Regions from separate parts of the Sus scrofa genome. Here region 2 is linked to region 1. Evidence: chromatin contacts called from public promoter capture Hi-C data. All regions are on one chromosome and are shown on one strand. Each heading gives the region's core, a stretch centred on a gene start, on an enhancer-like site or on the middle of the called end of the contact. The rest is flanking DNA. Distances are from core to core; before and after follow the strand shown. Region 1 holds the start of PTGER3 (prostaglandin E receptor 3). Region 2 overlaps LOC106507649 (a long non-coding RNA gene).

Region 1 (2,822 bases), core at 213-2,712:
TAGAGGTTGCAGCCCGGTTCCAAACGGCTGAGGCTGGCCAAGCGGCAGGATGCGTCTTCACTCTCCTGTCTCCAAGTCAGATACGAGCCTGCAAGCGGGTTGAGCGCCGGCCCGGCTGCTGCGGGGGGACAGCTGCAAGATCGCTGTGCCAGTCTGCGGTAGGTCGCAGGTAAAGCGCTGCTGCAGACTGAAAAATCACTCGACGTGCGAGAGGTATCTGAAGTAAGGAGAAAACCCAGAGCACCGAGTACAGTTGTCATCGCCACACCGCTTCCAGTGCACCCAGGAGAACCTCTGCTTTTGCACAAGCGCTGAAACGATACCTGGGCATTCCCTTACTTTGATTAGAATGCGAGCAACGTTTTGAAATAAGTTGGTCTCCATGTGTGCACCATCAGAGCCTAATGCAATGCCTGGCACCAGAAAGGTGCTCAGAAAGTAAGTAAGGAGCTCAGCTCCACAGCCGCGACCATCATAGCGCGGGCAGGGGCCCTTCCAAAGTTCCGCGGTTGCAAACACAACCCCGCAGGGGCTGCCACTTCCGGAAGTCTCCACAGCCCGCCGGCGCGCACTCCTCCCCTCCTCCAAACTCCCATACTCTGAAACTACCTACCAGCAACGGCGACCAGCAGACAGACAGCACGCACATGATCCCCATGAGCTGGATGGCCGTCTCAGTCGTGATCCGGCCCCACTGGGCGCTGGACTGCGACGCCGTGGCCTTGGCGCGGCAGCGGGACACCAGAGCCTTAATGGTAGCCAGGTTGCAGGCAAAGGTAACAACCAGCGCTGAGAGCCCCAAGAATGAAAAGGCAGAAGCGAAGAAAATGTTGCCCCAGTTGTTCTCGGAGCTAGTCTCGTTGCCCCCTGTCCTGGTGCTAATGAAGCACCACGTCCCGGGCCACTGGATGGTGTACTGGCCCACGCCCAGCACCGGCAACAGGGCGAAGGCGAGCACCGCCAGCCACACGCCAAGCAGCACCGCGCGGGTGGCGCTCGTCTTCATGTGGCTCGAGTACCAGTGCGGTGCCCGGATGGCCAGCGCCCGCTCGACGGCCATGGCACTGGCGATGAAGAGCGAGGAGAGCCCAAAGGCGGTCATGGTCAAGCCGAAAAAGGTGCACAGCCGCCCGGACGGGTCGAGCTGCTCCCAGCGCTGGTGGGACAGGTACAGGACGATGACCACCGGGCTGGTAAGCAGCTGTCCGACCATGTCGGTGAGCGCCAGCCAGCCGATGCACAGCAGGAACGACTTCTTGCGCTTGCTCTCCCGGCGCCGGTAGCTCTGCGACACCAGCAGCATGGCCAGCGCGTTGCCCACGAAGCCAGTGATCAGCATGGTCATCGGGAAGACTACGGACACTGAGCCGCAATCCTCGCTGGACCCCAGGGAGCGCGTGAGGTTGCCCTGCTCCTCAGCGGAGCGCTCGGGCGCCCACATGCCCGAGTAGGAGAGGTTGAGGCGCGTGCAGAAAGGGGCGCCCCCCTGGTCCCGGGTCTCCTTCATGTTGTCCTCGAGGTGAGGAGGGGATGGCGCCCAGAGAGAAGCAACGGGAGCCGGCAGACGGGACGCGGGCGGCGGAGGCTGTCTGTGGCGACCAGGGCTGAGGCTGGGGCTGGGCTGCCCTCCATGATGCGGGGCGCAGCCGCCGCCTTACTTCGCCTCTTCGGAGGCGGCGCCAGGGCTTTTTGGCCGCGCCGCAGCCGCGCCGTCGGCTCCGGGAAGCGTTCAGAGGCCGGGCAAGCCGAGGTGCCCGGGGCCTTGTATAAGCCCGAGGGGGGCGGGGCGCCCGTGAGGTAGGAGGAGGATGCAGCAGCAGCTGCGCGCCTCTCTCCGCTGCAGCGTGACCACGGGTTGGCCGCCGGGGCTGGGAAAACCCTCCGGACGACTCCTCTCGAAATGCCCCAGGTCCTGGCCGGACCCGACGCCCAGCCAGGGCGCTTTGCCCCGCTTGGCGCCTCCTCGGGTTCTCTGCCAGACGAGCGTCGGTGGGCGGCGGAGGCTACGCTACCTCCAGCCTGTTGTCCAGGCGGACCTGAGTCCCCGCCCCCCTCATTCTCCATCCACAGGCACTTGTGCAAGGACCAGATCGTCCTCCCGAAGCTCTTTTGTAACCGGGCAGGTGTATCTCACTTGACCCTGAGCAATGTAAGCAAACCTGTTGCAGAGAGGAGAGTGGACGTTTTTCCTTTACTACCTCGGGACTACTAGCGTGATCGTGAGCAGGCCAAGTTGCTCTGTCCCAGAGGAACACTTGAAACTGTAAACTTAGTACAGGAAAACAAAATAAAATCAGATGGTGGAATTCAAAAATAAAGAAATCCCAACTACCACCCACCACCACCACATTCTTCCCTTCCTAAAAAAAAAAAAAAAAAAAAAAAAAAAAATTCATCTAGGGCAAAAGTGGCTAGAGGCAGGTGGCAGCCATTCACTATCTCATTTATCTCAGCGCATCTAAGATACTGAAATCAAAGTCTGCCTGCCTAAGGAGCTGGAGAGGAACGGGGGAGAAGGGCAGAGGCAAGAGGCAAGCTCTTATAGAGCCTCCCACCATCTTTTTCCAACCCTTGCCCATTCTTATGCAGTTAGGACTAGAAACTGTATTTACATGTATGAAGGCCTTCACCTAATCTTTTGTTAAACCAGTATTTTATGTTTCTACAACCATGTTTTTTTCCCAGACATGGCCCAAGGTCCTGTTAGTATTATTCCTTCTTCTTTTAAGGTGAGGTGACTGAGGTTCCATGAAGTTAAAGGAAGTGCCCAAATCTTTTAGCAATTCTCAGTCTCCATCTTTTTACCTGAAGCACAGTGTTCT
Region 2 (2,818 bases), core at 156-2,655, 180 kb before region 1:
TCCAAAAAACAGCTCTATTCAAGTCACCTCTTCTCAGCACGTTATACAAGGCCCTGCACAACTGCCCAACCTGCCCTTGTTAGGTATGTCTTCCACCAGCCCTGGTCCTCCACCACCCTGGCAGTGCCAAGCTGGTGTGCTGTTCACTGAAGAGACGTTGACTCTCATGCATGGTGTGCTATTAGCTCAGGCTGTTTCTTCATCTGTGAACACCCTTCTCCACCCTCAGACTCCCACTTGACATGCAAGGATCTTTGATCATCTACTCAATGATGCGTTTTCCAACCATCAGGAAGATTTTGCTGTTCTTTCTTCTCTAGATGTTAAAAATGTACCTTTAGGACATTTATTACACTATTCATTTTTCTTTGTCTGCTTATTCCTTTCCTCCAGTTGCTATTTCCTTCTCAAGGGCAGTTATCACAATTCAGAACCTATGGGCTGTTTACTTTGAATGAAAAATAGCTGGAAAGATAGAGGATCTTTCATGATCCCTAGACAAGCCCATGAGATCTGGCTCCATCCTGAAAAAGCTTTCCCAATTGGGGTGGCAAGAAAGAAACATCCAGACACATTATTCTCCAAATTTAACAAAACTCTTCAGGGAGTTGAGATTGTCTGTGCTTAGATTGTAAACTGGCAGCGTTGTGTTAGTCTTCTCTTCCTTGTCTGTAACTGACTTTATTGAGTACCGTGACAGGCAAGAACCAATAAGCCTCAAGATTAATTTCATTTGCTATTTTGGGCCTATAAGATAAAGATTAAACTCCAAAGCAAAACATATAAGGTTCTTATATCATGGATATACCATGCTGTTCTTTATCCCAGGCCTTTGCATGGCTGTTTGCCCTGCCTGGAATCTATATACCTCCACTCGGTACACTTCACCTATTGGCAATTTTCCATACAGGATCCCCCTATCTCATTTTGACAACTCCTTCCAACCCCACCTCTGCTATGACACCACCCTATCTTTCACAACCAAATTTGGCTCTCCTTTTCCACGTTCCCATTGTGTTTTTGAATATTTCTTGTTTATCCCTTATAATTGTTTGCTTCCTCTTTGTTTTCCCTTTGAGACTATGTACTCCTTGATAAATAGGTTTAATTCTTCCCGTCTCTAAAGCTCCAGCATTTGACATAGTGTCTGACACAAGCATGCACTTATTCAATACTCAATGAATGACTGAATGTTTTATTCCCTTATTCAATGAATACTAGCTGCCAAATATCTGTCCTTGGGATTTGGGTGGTTTAACCTTTTGCAGCTCAGTTCCCTAGATGTGGACACAAAGTTAAGGGCGAGTGGATTTTGGAAATTCCAGAGAGTGTCAATAGGGAAGTCTGTCTGCTGGTGACAGAGTCATAGACACCAAAGTTATGCTCTGGATAATAACTTCCATCCACAGGGAGGCAGGACTGATCAAATTAAGGCACATGCCACCTGAGCAGGGTCTAGAGAAACATAGACTTCTAGAACAAGAACTGCAATAGGAGCCAAAGTGAAAGCCTTATTCTGCAAAATAGAAGCATTGGAGGAAATTCATGCTTGAGTTTCTCTCTTTTTCAGCAGAAAGGCTCACCCTCAGGAGTTCAGAATCTTGAGTCATAGCTGCCCTGTAATCACACAGGAAAGCAAAAATGCCAAGGCATACTTGGGGGTGGCTGGAGCCACAGGAAGTGGTTCAGGTGGTGGGCAGAACTAAGTGGACCTGTTAGAAGCTGGGGAGCCTGTGCTGGGGTTTTGAGATGGGGCAGACAGCAGGAACCATGTCCATCTCTGTGTCCTTGCTACTGGGTTTAGCACAAAGCCTCAAAAAATATTTGTGGAATTGTTAAATCATGATTCTTTCCATCATAGGCCACTGGGGAACAGATCAGAGACTAGTGATTAATTTCAAATGATTTGGGCGGGATAGAGGAAGGCAAGAATAAGGAGCCCCTAAGGTCATGCTAAGCCTTCTAATGTGAAATCTAATATGAATGCAAACCTGATTACCTAATAGCTAGAGGCTTATCTGACTTGAAATTGACTCTGCTGTTAAATCCTTATGCGGGGTCATTCCATTTTTAAGGTGCTATTTTAGCTTATCAAAAATTAAAGTATGTTCTCCCCTCCCACATTCCATTTGAGAAGTATATCTGTCATATTAAGATACTTTTTATCAGGTTTACCAGCCTGCTTGTCAAAAGTTTATTACAGTTAGTCTCCAGAGAATTATAAATATCTTTATCCTCAGATGTGGTTGTGTTGGAGGAAGGGTGGGGAAAAAGGAGGATAAGGGTGGCAGTTGATCTTTTAAAAGCCATTGCCCTATTAAGTACTTTGAATTGCTTCTCTATTGTTCTTTTCCATGAGTTTGAGCTCTAATAAACTTGTTGATCTGAGGGACCTGGTTCCATGTTGGTAAGGTTGTGGGAGGTGGTTCGTGTTTTTCCTTGGCCAAATTCTCATATTCTTCCTGTGAGGGATAGTGGTATTTCTCTTGAAGAACTATTAATAATTTATTTTTATCTTGTAAACAGCATGCATAACTGGTGGTGTTTTGCTCTTTGCAACTCGTATTTGTGCAATGGCTGAATGTTTTGTGTCCCACTTCTTGTCGATTCATTTTAAAAACGGAGTCAAAATAACAACCATTATTGACCACTCACTGTGTTCCATGCACTGAACCTTACATTCTCTTAATCCTCACTACCTGCAGTCCTTTATGAATTAAGTTCTACTTTTATCTCCTTTTTGCACATGGAGAGAGTGGAGACTCAGAGAAATTAAACAGGGTACCTAAGGGTTATTCAGCCCTCGTTCTATGCGATG

The links. Promoter capture Hi-C pulls out the DNA fragments that hold promoters and counts their contacts.
Region 2: a promoter capture Hi-C map of fetal liver shows a contact between it and region 1, with 5 times the contacts expected there. The contact joins the enhancer-like site here to the promoter of PTGER3 in region 1. A contact is called at or near these places in 3 of 5 promoter capture datasets (fetal liver and liver) and 16 of 47 Hi-C or Micro-C datasets (alveolar macrophages, brain, embryonic fibroblasts and 11 more).

Annotation. Positions count from the first base shown.
Region 1 is chr6:141,958,082-141,960,903 of Sscrofa11.1, reverse strand. It overlaps PTGER3 (prostaglandin E receptor 3), which reads right to left and starts at 1,462. Exons shown (of 3, transcript NM_213834.1): 1 at 614-1,462. The coding sequence starts at 1,441.
Region 2 is chr6:142,136,363-142,139,180 of Sscrofa11.1, reverse strand. The region is part of intron 3 of LOC106507649 (a long non-coding RNA gene); the gene reads left to right. It also overlaps a transcript of PTGER3 not described here. Among named protein-coding and RNA genes, the nearest start is that of PTGER3, 180 kb to the right of the region's middle. Within about 2 kb of position 1,405, at least 3 of the 83 cell types and tissues checked have an H3K27ac peak or open chromatin away from gene starts, as enhancers often do. A contact at or near this core is called in fetal liver, where this site is marked.